4 separate regions of the Mus musculus genome follow, and all the other regions are linked to region 2. Evidence: chromatin contacts called from public HiChIP or PLAC-seq and Micro-C data. All regions are on one chromosome and are shown on one strand. Each heading gives the region's core, a stretch centred on a gene start, on an enhancer-like site or on the middle of the called end of the contact. The rest is flanking DNA. Distances are from core to core; before and after follow the strand shown. Region 1 holds the start of Pcbd1 (pterin 4 alpha carbinolamine dehydratase/dimerization cofactor of hepatocyte nuclear factor 1 alpha (TCF1) 1). Region 2 holds the start of Lrrc20 (leucine rich repeat containing 20). Region 3 holds the start of Macroh2a2 (macroH2A.2 histone). Region 4 holds the start of Sgpl1 (sphingosine phosphate lyase 1).

Region 1 (2,700 bases), core at 39-2,538, 390 kb before region 2:
CATTGGCTTAGGGGGAGCCCTGGAAGAGAGAGGCTATCTGGTGGCACAGGGAGAGGTGTTCCTAATCCTGCTGATGGATTCCTAAGAGAAGCACATGTCCCTCCATGTCACTGAAGTTATTAGGGTCAGAGCCTGGACCCTGGCAGTCCTAACAAGCAGGGCTCACCCACTACTCTCTATATGCCAACGAAAGAGACAAGTCACAGCAGAGGTGCTGTGGAGAGGGCTCAGAGCGCTTACTGCTCTCGCAGAGAATCTGAATTTGGCTCCAGTACCCATATGAGGCAGCTCACAACAACACCTAAGTGCAATTCCAGGGGATGCAATGTTCCCTTTTGGCCTCCATGGCATCTACATGCATACAGCACACAGTACACATAAATCCATGCACCCACACAAATGCGCACGCGCACACACACACACACACACACACACACACACACACACAAATAAATCTTAAAAATTAAAACAGTGATTAAAACAGCAAGCAAGGTGATTTACTCAATACAGCTTTACTGGGAAGAGAAATGAAGGGGTCCATGAGCCTCCAAGTCTGTCCACTGGGACCTAATCTACGGCTCAAGGTTAAACAGCGGGCAAGAGGAATACCTTACTAAACAAGGTGGCCTGGCAAATTGCCAGAATGGTGTGAAATCTTTCCAGTAGACAAGTTTCTTCTCTGGCTGGCACCAGACCTTAGTTTTTCCTTTTCATACCATGCCTTTCCTGGAAGAAATTCTGATTTCTTGGGTTCCATTGTTTCAATAGCCTGATAGCCCAAAGGAGGGATACGTTGAGTCCCTTTAGAATATCTTCTATTGGGCTGGAGAGATGGCTCAGTGGTTAAGAGCACTGGCTGCTCTTCCAGTGGTCTTGAGTTCAATTCCCAGTAACTACATGGTGGTTCACAACCATCTGTAATAGGATCTGATGCCCTCTTTTGGTGTGTCTGAAGACAGCTACAGTGTACTTATATATAATAAATAAATCTTTTTTAAAAAAGTCTTCTGTTCTGTTAAGATGGTTAAAACTGTGCACTTTATATATGTGCAGTCCAGTGTATGTGACATTTATCTGGGTGGCTTTTGTTGTCGTTGTTACTGTAACAATAGGTCAGGCAGTCTGGTGCCCAGAGTCCTCTGGCAGAGAGGGAGCAGAGGTACTGAGATGTCAAAGCTTTTGCCCTGGAGCCCATCACGCAGCCATGCTCACAGAGCACAGGGCATGGAAAGCATTGCAAGGGCGTGGAGCAAGGAGGACCCATGTTAATTATTACCCGCGGCCACCGGATCTCTGCCCCGCCCCCGCGGTGGCCTGCTGCTTGCCCGCTGCTCTCTCCCTCGCTGCCGCCACCTGCTTCCCGCACTGGACATGGTAAGCGCAGGAAGTCTGGTGGACCCTGAGAGGAGACCAGGAAGTGGGGGGCGGGGGGTGGTGTGGAGAGACGACTAGGGCTCCGATGCTGGGGGCGCGGGCCACGCTGAGCCTCCTGCAGCGCCATCCAGCCGGGCTAGAGTCGCCTGGCCTCCCTTGGGGGCGGTGGCGGTGGGCCTGGAAACCTAGCCTGTCCCAACTCCCAGGCCTAGTCTGCTGGCGGGGTGTGGCAGCAAGGCAAGTCTCCGTGGCGCTGCCTGGCCCTACAGGCTTGCCAGATTGGGGTGGGGGTGGGGGTGGTGTTCAGTTCTCTCTGCACCCAGTGCTGTCCCTGGCCTTAAGCCCCGCCCTAACACCTAGATAGGGTGCTGTGTCCCACCTTGGCGTGGTGGTGGGTCAGGATCTTAGGTAGGTCCCTAGGAAAGGAGCCCCTAGACCTCCCTGCAACCCTTACCAAATAGCGTGGTTCGGGTTCTCTGTACTCGATCAGGGATAGGAGGGTGTTTTGGCAGCTGAGGCCTGGGAAGAGTCATTGGGCCCAAAGACACCACAGGCTTGGATAATCAGTAATCGCTCAGCCCACACTAACAAGCTGACAGAGCTTCCCTAAGCAAATAAGGCCCTTACCCCTCTGACCTGAGTTCAGAGCATTGTCAGCCTGAAAGTTGGTTCTGGAAAATTCTAAAGAGTGGAGCCCTGTTGATACCTGGCTGCCTGGTTACAAGTGTCCCGCTTATCACCCACTGAAGGGTCAATGCTGGAAGTCCCCCACCCCCTTCATTAACCACAGAGCAGATCTCTGCACTGAGCTGGAGCCCCTTGTTTCTGAGAGCACACACACACTGGTGTTGGTTCTGTAGGCCCCACTGCTGGCCTGAGAACTGTCACAGATGTTCTTGTTCTAGGAAGTGTTGGTTTTTTGTTTTTTTTTTTTTTTTTAATGAAGCTGACTTTCACTTGATAACCTTGCTACTGAAGTATTTCCACTGGCATCTCTTGGTCTAAGGAGTGGGTCTCATCCCTTCACTCATGAAGCCAAAGGGCCATTTCGATACCCACCCCAGGGTATGGAAACGATGGGTGGCTTGCAGGACACAGTTCACCTTCCTCCTGCTCCCCAAGCCAAATTTGAGTCCTTGTCAGTTGAACACTGTATCCCTGGGTGATTCTCTTTCACAATCCTAGCTTGTTAGACTCAGGGCCCCACGTTCCTCTAGAGGACAGAACAGACACTAACTTCTGTTTTCCAGGGGTCCACTCAGGACCTGACCTGGTATGTGCTGGGGGATCACACCGTGGGCACTTTGTATAACAGGGTAATGAGCA
Region 2 (2,700 bases), core at 191-2,690:
GGTTATGACTAGTTTATTGCTTAGCCTGGTAGGGAGGGGCCTAGTGAACCTGGTCAGTTTCAGGGACTTCCTGAAGCTAATTTGAGTTTGTTTACCTTCCTCTTTAAGGAGGTTCCCAAAGCTATTTTAAGTGCTTATTGCTTAAGGAGCTTCCTACAGGAAGCAGTGTTTTTGGAAACTGTTACACAACAGGAGATCTGTGAAGTGGCTACATTTTAGAAGCTGTGGTCCTGGTGGCTAGTCTGGCAGCCGTGAATACAAATTACTCAAAAGAACAGCAGCATCTTTTGCTAGTCTGATTTACTGACTAGAAATTTAGTGACACAAAAGGGTTAAAATGTTGCAGGTCCAGAGCCAGACTGGCATTTTGTGGCATCTTTATGTCCTTTAACAACTACTGATTGCTCTGCCCTCTACTTGGCTTAACATCTTTGTAACTATCCAGTAAGTCAGAGTGCAAGAACAGATCTCTAGTTTCCGATCAACCAAAGGGCTAAGAATGCTCTCAGGCTAGCATCTGGGGCCTATAGCTGAGATCTTTTTCTCCTTTGCTGTAGCCTGTTTACCTGATATCCTCACCAATACAATTGAAAAGTGCCTTGTTTTTACGTTTTTCTTTGTTCTTCATTAAGAGGCTGGAGAGACAGCTACACCGTTCCTTTGCAAGGGTTGTCCAATCATGTACAGGATGGTTCATAGCTGTTTGCAACTCCAATCCCAGGAGATTTGACCCCTCTTTTGGCCTCTGAGGACACCAGACACATAGGTGGTGCACAAATACACACGCGGGCAAACACGCATAAAATAACTAAAAAAAAAAAAAAAAAGCACAAAATAATTCACAATTTTTATCAAACTGTTACCATGTTGGGACATGGAATAACCTGTATTTGTGTTCCCGGGCTAGGGTCGCTCCTATTTGGCTCTAGGATAAGCCATCTCTGATCCCCTTTGAGGTGAGAGTTGTGTTTTTGCGTCGCAGCAGCGCTGGACTCCACAGTCCCTTCATCAGTTCTCACAGCGACCCGTGAAGCAGGTAGACTTTAGTTCCATGTTTACTTTAGTCTGAAGAGATGAAGTTACAGTGCGGCTTCAATTAGCGTTTCTTTGCGTTTTCCAAAGTTCCCCGATCTGCTGAACCCGGCTCATCCGTGGAATTAAAAACAAAATAAAATCCAGCCTGGAGAAGCATCCTACACAAGAAGATGCAGGGCCCCGCCCCTAGCGCGCTGGCTTTGCCGACTCCACACAAAGCGGTTCCTCCCTTGGTTCCCGAGCGCGCAGGAGGAGTTGCGCGCTGATTGGTGCGCGCGGGCGGAGCGCTGGCCCCTCCCCGCCCTGGGTCGTATCCTGGTGTCACTATTGGCTGAGCGGCCGTGCGCGCTGAGCTCCCTGCCCCTTTGGCTCCGCCCCTCGGGCTCAGAACTTGCACCGGGTGCCGTCGGTCGCCGCGGGAGCGTGAGTGCTGGGCGCTGGGCTCTAGGACGCATTGTCGCCGTAAGTGCTGCCTCCAGCGGCCCACAGGCTTCGCGCCGCGCTGAATAACGGTGGCCAGAGGCCGAGCGTGGCAGGGGCAGAAGGGAAAGCACTGGGCTTGGCCGTGTCCCTTCCCCTCCCCCAGCACACCTGGTAGCACCGAGTCATGGCTCGGGCGGTGCCCAGAGGTCATGGACTATCGCTTGCGGTAGTGGGAGGCTCGTGGTTAGAGCTCTCGGACAGCCCGGCTTCCGTCTCCCCAGTGAGACGCCCTTGCCCATCGGGAGAGGCAGCTGCGCATGTCACTTGGGAGTGTGCCTCTCCGCCCCTGGCAGCGTGGGACGCCCCCGGCCTCTGCGATCACCAGCGTCCCCCCTCTGCTTGCTCCATTTGTCCCAGTTCCTGTCTGCCAGGCCAGCGCGAGGCTGGAGACGAGCAGCCACTGGCTGTGAGAATGGGGTCCAGGGATCCTGTCCTTGGCCACTGTGTACTGTCGGTACAGTCTAAGGATGCTCACGCGGGGCTCCCCAACTCTAAAGCTGAGCTGCGAAACCAGGCGCCAACGTGTCCAGCTCATTGCCCCAGCGGGCTCTTTCCCCTGGGTGAGAAAGTGGGTCATCTCTGCTCTGGTCTCGAGTGGACCTTTGGGACTGTTGGGGTGTGATTAGCATTGTGCCCCTTACCTCGCCACATCAGCTCTTGGCTTCAGCAGGGTCCCGAAGTCTGTCTGGAGCCAGCGGAGCCAGCGGTGGGGCAGATCGTGCGCATGGCTGCGGAGGCTCCGGTTGCCCCGCAGAGCGGCTGCCAGGCTCTAAAGTTCCCAGTTGACCACAACAGTAACTAAATATAGGACCAGCTGGTGCGGCCGGAGTGTCGCAGTGGCTCCTTTGCAGAGATCTTAGGGCTGCAGATAATGAAGTTGAGTTCTGACCCTTAAAGACTGGGTCATTGCCATGGTCAAGGTTTAAATACCTCAGCCCCAAGTTTGGAATTTAGGTGAGATCAGTTTCAGATCTGCCAGAGAAATTATACAGTGTTCACAATCATAGCTTCCTCAAAGCAGAATAGCACACTCACCTTCAATTTATTATATGCAAACTTCCTGTCTGTCCTTGTTTGATGACCTAATAGTTGGTCCTGGCTTAATGCAGGAAGCCCTTAATGGCTTGCAGAGTCTTTTCTTAGAAGTGATTTTTTTTCAGTTAATTTTTATTAACAGTTTCA
Region 3 (2,758 bases), core at 33-2,532, 310 kb after region 2:
CTTGCTGTGATTTCCCCTGAAGCCAGCTCACCTGGAGAACTGCTTCAGTTGCTCCAGTCTGGGCAACCTGAGCCCAGTTCCCAATGAGTGCGTCCACTCTTTGGTTTTTTTCACTGGCCCCTTTCCCACTTTCCTCATCCCAAGAGAACCACGGCCCAAACGCTGCAGTAATGGCCAGGCCTAAATCAGGCCCACCCGTGGCTCATTTGAAGCCCAGGCACCATCAGTAATGCTGAACTCGTGAAGAAGGAGGTTCAATTGGCGTTTGGTGGCGGGGGTGGGGTTCGATGCCCCTTTGGCCATTGTTGAGAGGAACAAAGAGGGCAGGAGCTAAGGGCGCCCCCATGAGGAAAGGCGTGGAAAGCCACTCTGGGGAGCCATCCTAGGCTAGCGGGGCTGGAAAGCGGTGCACCTGGATGGCGCTCTGGCAACCGGGGAGGCAGGGCTGATTTCTACCCGCGGCAGCGGCTGCCGCCTTTCCCTGACTTGACTTTGATCCCCCTCTTCTTGATATTGTTACTATTATTTTTGTTATTTTCCCGCGCAAATTAAGCAGCTGGGACCGGTAGGGCGAGCCGCTCAGGGGCCGCCATTTGCCGGTGGAAGCACCGATCGCCCCGGAAAGGGAACCCGAGGGGAGTGCTCGGCCTCAAGTCCTCCTCCGCCCGCGGCTCCCGCAGCATCCCGGCTCCGCGCCCGCGCCGCCCCGGCGTCTCTGCGTCCTCCTCCATTGTCAGCCCCGCGCCCAGCTCGGCACCCCGGAGGCCCTGGTCGCGCGCCCTCGGCCCTTGCGAGCCAGCGTCCCCCTCCCGGTTCCCTCGGCGCCCGGGCGCCTCCCTCCTCCCTCCCCCGCTCCCCGAGCTCCGCATCCAGGGCTCCCGGCACCGCCAGCCTGGCCGCGGGACCCCGCATTTCGGCATCCTCCCTGCTTGGCCCAGGGTGCCCCGGCCCCTCGCCAGCGGCGGGCATCGCGCGGCGTCTTCGGCAAACCCCCCTTTTATCTCCCGAGGAAGCAAGTTGGGCAGATCGATTTATTAATTTCTGTGGCAGAGGTGGGTCGGTGACCGGGGTGCGCCCTCAGGGCTGCAGCGGGGAGGCGCCGTGGCTCCCTTCGGCCCCTGCACTGCCCGGACAAGAGGGTTTTGTTTCCAGACCCCCGGCGCCCCCCGAAACAATGATGCCATGGGCATGGCGGGCTCACCTGGTGCTGCACCGCGGGCTCCGGGCGCCCGGTGGCCTAGTGCGCGCCAATCCCGGCCGCAGGTTCGGCCCGCGTGCCGCCGGTGCTGGGCAGGACCCTGCCTTTCTTGGGGTTGTATCTGTGCGTGTCAATGGCGGCAAGCGGCAGTTCTCCGGGCCGCGGATAGTAGCGGGGGGAGGAGGAGGAGGGAGAAGGGATTGCTCCTTCTCCACATAACCACCTCTAGGAGGAGTCGCTCAGCCTCATCCCCCGCCAGCCCAGGCTCCGCGACGGGTCCGGGGGCTTTCGTGGGGCTTGATGAGCTATTGTCCTTCTGCAGTGGAACCACAGGGCCAGTTCGCGGAGCTGTCGGCTGCGAGGACACCGCTTCCCTAGAGCCCGGCACGGAGGCCTTGTGGTCACCAGCCACAGGCTCCAGATAGCTCGACCCACCTTTGCTGGGCGAAAGAGGTGTGGGCGTTCATCTGCCCATTACGGGATGAGAAGGTGAACGAAAAAAAAAAAAAGCAAGCCACGTTGGATGCAGCCCTGATCTGAAATTACCAAACACGTTACTGTGTCGCGCACGGCGCCGAAGGAACCGAGAATTTATTCTGGTGATTCGCTAGTAGTGATGGAGATCCAGATGTGCTTCCTGGTGGATGAAGACCATGTGCCCCGGCATCATTTAAAAATTGGATTGCGTTAATTTGCCATCTCCCGACGGTTATTGAGGTTAAGCACAAAGAGAGTGTCTAAAGAAGCAATTTTTTGTATTAGTTTCTGGAAAATTCATTGTGATGGCGGTGCAGTGGACAGTATCAGGTGACACTGGGCGCGTGTAGTTGTTTGGTCCCTGATGAAAAACCACGTTGTCTTTTGTACTGTGAACCCTGTCAAGGGCACATGGCTCTAGGGCCAGTCACCGTAAGCATTCAGTTGAATGGACGGTCCATGGTGCCTCAGATTTTTTCCTGCATGAATCAGAGGACTCTGGGAGGAAACCTTTTGATTTCTGCAAAAAAAAAATAAAAAATAAAAAATAAAAAATGTGAAGCCGAGATCTTTAGCATTGAGCGAATGGACTTTGCCCAAACCCGTGACCTTTTGTATGTGTGCTCGCTGCCACAAACTAACTGTACTTGTATCTATGTACACAGTGGGGGACTTTGGGGGTCACCGAAGACCTGTGATTGCCTGGGTGGAGAGAAGTTAGCTACTCAACCACCCTCGCCATTTTATCAGGCGGGCCGCTGGCATTTATAGACCAGTGCTTTCCATTGAGAATGTGTATTTTAAGCTTGAGTGTTTTGCTGAGAACCAGCCATGTCTTTTGCTCTCCCTGCAAACCATGCATGGTTCATTCTGCTGTAAACGTATCTCCCATAATGGGGACCCCACAGTATGAGAGAGAGGACAGCCAGCCCTGAGGCTCCTGCAGAAGCCCTTGATGCTCTCTGGGGATGACCCTCCTGTCTATTGTTTTGGAAGTCTTTGCCAGGCCAGAAGCCCACCTCTTTGCAGAGATGTGTGTTTAAAGGATTTCAAATGGCCGCCTGAGATGTCTCTTGGTGGCAT
Region 4 (2,875 bases), core at 248-2,747, 330 kb before region 2:
GCAAGGCATCGGAGGGGAAGCGGTCCCATGACTCAGAGCCTTCTGAGCGAGAGAGAAAGGATCCGACTCACCAGCTTGAGGAGGTCGGTTCCGGGCATCTTCCTCTGCAGCCGGCTCCCTCCCCGGGGCTGCCCTGCCTCTGCGTCTGCAAAGGGGAAACGCAGCTGTTTACTCGGCAGCCCGGCCGGCGCTGCCCCTCCGCGGGATCCCCCTGCCGGCTTTGGCAGCGCTCCAGCCGACCCCGGCACCCCGGAGCAGTGGAGCCCGCGGCGTGCACGCGGGGACACGCCCCTTCCCCGGGCCCACGGCAGCGCCGCCGCCTCTCGGCACAGCGGGACCCGGGACTCCTCCAGCCCGGCCTGCCTTTCCCCCGCGCCCCTGTAGCCTGGCGCCACTACTCAGCCCCGGCCACAGACTCGAGCCTGGGTCTCTCCGACGCCCCACAGCAGTCGGGAACCCACACCCCGCAGCTCGGCTCCCCATCAGCCCGGACCCAGCCCCCTCAGACCAGGCCCGGCTCCCCTCAGCCCGCCCCCTCTTAGCCTGACTCCCTTAAGCCCAGGACCCTCTCAGCCTGGGCCCTGCTCCCCTCAGCCTGGGCCCCGCTCCCCTCAGCCCCGACCCCGCAGCCCCGACCCTGCTCCCCTCAGTCTGGGGCCCGCACCCCTCAGTTTGCTCCTTCTCAGCCCGGCTCCCCCTCAGCCCAGGCGCTGCTCCCCTCAGTCTGGGCCCCGCTTCCCTCATCCCACCTCTCCCTGTGCCACGGACCTGCACCCCTCAGCTCAGCTTCCTCTCAGCCCACTCCCTTTCAGCCTGAGCCCTGCTTCCCTCAGCCCGGGCACCGCTTCCCTCAGCCCGGCTCTCCCTCAGCCCGGCTCCCTCTCAGCTCGGGCCCCGCTCCCCTCAGCCCAGGACCCTCTCAGCCTGAACCCTTGCTCCCCTCAGCCCGGTCCCTGCTCCCCCTCAGCCCGGGCCCCGCTCCCCTCAGCCCAGCTCTCCCTCAGCCCGGCTCCCTCTCAGCTCGGGCCCCGCTTTCCTCAGCCGCGCTCCCCTCAGCCCAGCTCTCCCTCAGCCCGGCTCCCTCTCAGCTCGGGCCCTGCTTTCCTCAGCCGCGCTCCCCTCAGCCCAGCTCTCCATGAACCACAGACCTGCCTCCCTCAGCGCAGCTCCCCACAGCCCGGTTCCCTCCGCGCAGCTCCCCACAACCCAATTCCCTCTCGGCTCCCCAACCACAGCTCGGCCTCCCTCCTCTCCCCTCAGCCCGGGCCCGGATCCCTCCAGCTCCTCTCGGCTCCCCACTGCTCCCGCCGGGTCCAGCCCGCCGCGGCAGCTCCACCTCCTCAGGCTGTGGACCCGGCTCCTTCTTTCCCCGCAGAGGCTCCGCTGGCCGCCGCCCACCTCACGCGCCTCGGTTCTGCGAGCGACTCACTCGCTGGCCACGGGACCCGGGTTCCCCCTTCCGCCGCCGCCGCAGAGATTGGAGGTGCGCCGCCCCCGGCCCCGCCCCTCCCGGAAATGGCCTTGGGGTACCCGCCCGCCTCCAGGAGCCCGGGCCGTGCGCGCCCTTGCCGCTGTCGGGCGCGCGCACGTCCGACGCCGCGCTGGGCTCGGCTCGCCCCGCAGCCCTCCGCCCGCCTACTGCTGGGTCCGGGCTGTGGTGTCGGGGGAACTCAGGCGAGAGTTTGTGGCCAGGGCTAAGTAATGGCGCCAGGGTTGAGAGGCTCGGCGCCAAGGTTCGGGGCGCCCAGAGCCGTGTGGGCGTGCGCGCCGCCTGCTGGCCGGGTAGGGACTGTGTCTAAGCCAGATAGGGTGTCTAGGGGTCTCACCTTTCGCCAGCAGCTGGCCCTGTGAGTTTACAACTTCTTCAGGCTACTCTTTGTGTTTGTCTTTTGTTGCTATTGTTGTTTGTTGTTGTTTTGTGATGCAGGCTTTTTATACTAAGTTGCCGAGACTGGCTTTGAGGTCTTTCTGTAGGGCAGTCAAAGGCTTTGATCTAGGTTTTCTCCCGCCTCATCACAGCCTTCCAAAAATCTAAGGTGACATCTCTCTTAACAATTCTTTGTTTTGATCCAAGTTCTGACTTAGGTCATGCTGGCCCCAAACTGGTCCTGTATCTTAGGATAACTTTGAACTCACAATCTTCCTGCCAGCCACTACACTCAACAGTTTAGGGGCTGGTTAGTGTTTGAGACAGGGTCTCACTCTGTCGTGTAAGCTATAAACTGGCCTTGAACTTGAATCAATCTTCCTGCTTTAGGCTCCCAAGTACTGAAATTATACCCATAAAAAGCTGGTTATGTGAAGTGATTGGGGAGGGAGGGCTCAGTGAGGCTGGGTCCCAGCACCCACTTAAGATGGCTCCCAAACACCACTCCCGGTCCATGGACTCTGACATTGTCTTCTGGCCTCTGAGGCCATAAACACACACACACACACACACACGCTTACACATAAATAAAAATAAATGCTTGAAATAATTAACTTGAACCTGGTGTGGTGGTTTGTTCCTGTAATTCCTGAGGCAATTTTGAAGCCAACCGGGGCTTCAAAATAAGACCCTATTCCCCACCCCAACCCTTGCATTCTGGACACAATTGGTCACTTCCAGCCAGTGTCTGCAGACAAGACTAATCTGAGCAACCACCTAACCTGGGTCTTTAAAGGAAGAGCTTTGAGATTTTACTGTTTTAGGGTTTCTATTGCTGTGATGAAACACCATGACCAAAGAAATATGGGGAAGAAAGGGTTTATTTGGCTTACACGTCCAGAGCACTGTTCATCAACAAAAGAAGTCAGGACAGGAGCTCAAACAGGGCAAAACCTGAAGGCAGGAGCTGATGCAGAGGCCATGAAGGAGTGCTGCTTACTGCCCTGC

What was found. Hi-C and Micro-C count contacts between places; a contact is called where the count stands out from the background. HiChIP or PLAC-seq counts read pairs in DNA pulled down with a chosen protein or histone mark.
Region 1: a Micro-C map of embryonic stem cells shows a contact between it and region 2, with 1.7 times the contacts expected there. The contact joins the promoter of Pcbd1 here to the promoter of Lrrc20 in region 2. A contact is called at or near these places in 1 of 484 Hi-C or Micro-C datasets (embryonic stem cells) and 1 of 115 datasets of contacts at active chromatin or transcription factors (pancreatic cancer cells).
Region 3: an H3K4me3 HiChIP or PLAC-seq map of embryonic stem cells shows a contact between it and region 2, with 14 read pairs. The contact joins the promoter of Macroh2a2 here to the promoter of Lrrc20 in region 2. A contact is called at or near these places in 1 of 15 datasets of contacts at CTCF or cohesin (the NIH/3T3 cell line) and 1 of 115 datasets of contacts at active chromatin or transcription factors (embryonic stem cells).
Region 4: an H3K4me3 HiChIP or PLAC-seq map of bone marrow-derived macrophages shows a contact between it and region 2, with 5 times the contacts expected there. The contact joins the promoter of Sgpl1 here to the promoter of Lrrc20 in region 2. A contact is called at or near these places in 3 of 484 Hi-C or Micro-C datasets (CD8 T cells, muscle stem cells and regulatory T cells), 2 of 115 datasets of contacts at active chromatin or transcription factors (bone marrow-derived macrophages and pancreatic cancer cells) and 3 of 9 other capture datasets (adipose tissue, liver and macrophages).

The regions. Positions count from the first base shown.
Region 1 is chr10:61,088,043-61,090,742 of GRCm38.p6, forward strand. Pcbd1 (pterin 4 alpha carbinolamine dehydratase/dimerization cofactor of hepatocyte nuclear factor 1 alpha (TCF1) 1) reads left to right here and starts at 1,289. Exons shown (of 4, transcript NM_025273.4): 1 at 1,289-1,374. The coding sequence starts at 1,372.
Region 2 is chr10:61,474,393-61,477,092 of GRCm38.p6, forward strand. Lrrc20 (leucine rich repeat containing 20) reads left to right here and starts at 1,441. Exons shown (of 5, transcript NM_153542.1): 1 at 1,441-1,497. D830039M14Rik (RIKEN cDNA D830039M14 gene) reads right to left here and starts at 2,289. Exons shown (of 1, transcript NR_166099.1): 1 at 835-2,289.
Region 3 is chr10:61,782,582-61,785,339 of GRCm38.p6, forward strand. It overlaps Macroh2a2 (macroH2A.2 histone), which reads right to left and starts at 1,283. Exons shown (of 9, transcript NM_207000.2): 1 at 1,202-1,283. Gm2137 (basic proline-rich protein) reads left to right here. Exons shown (of 3, transcript XM_006514419.2): 2 at 570-1,052; 3 at 1,521-2,241. The coding sequence ends at 1,691.
Region 4 is chr10:61,146,187-61,149,061 of GRCm38.p6, forward strand. It overlaps Sgpl1 (sphingosine phosphate lyase 1), which reads right to left and starts at 1,498. Exons shown (of 15, transcript NM_009163.4): 1 at 1,337-1,498; 2 at 72-145. The coding sequence starts at 98.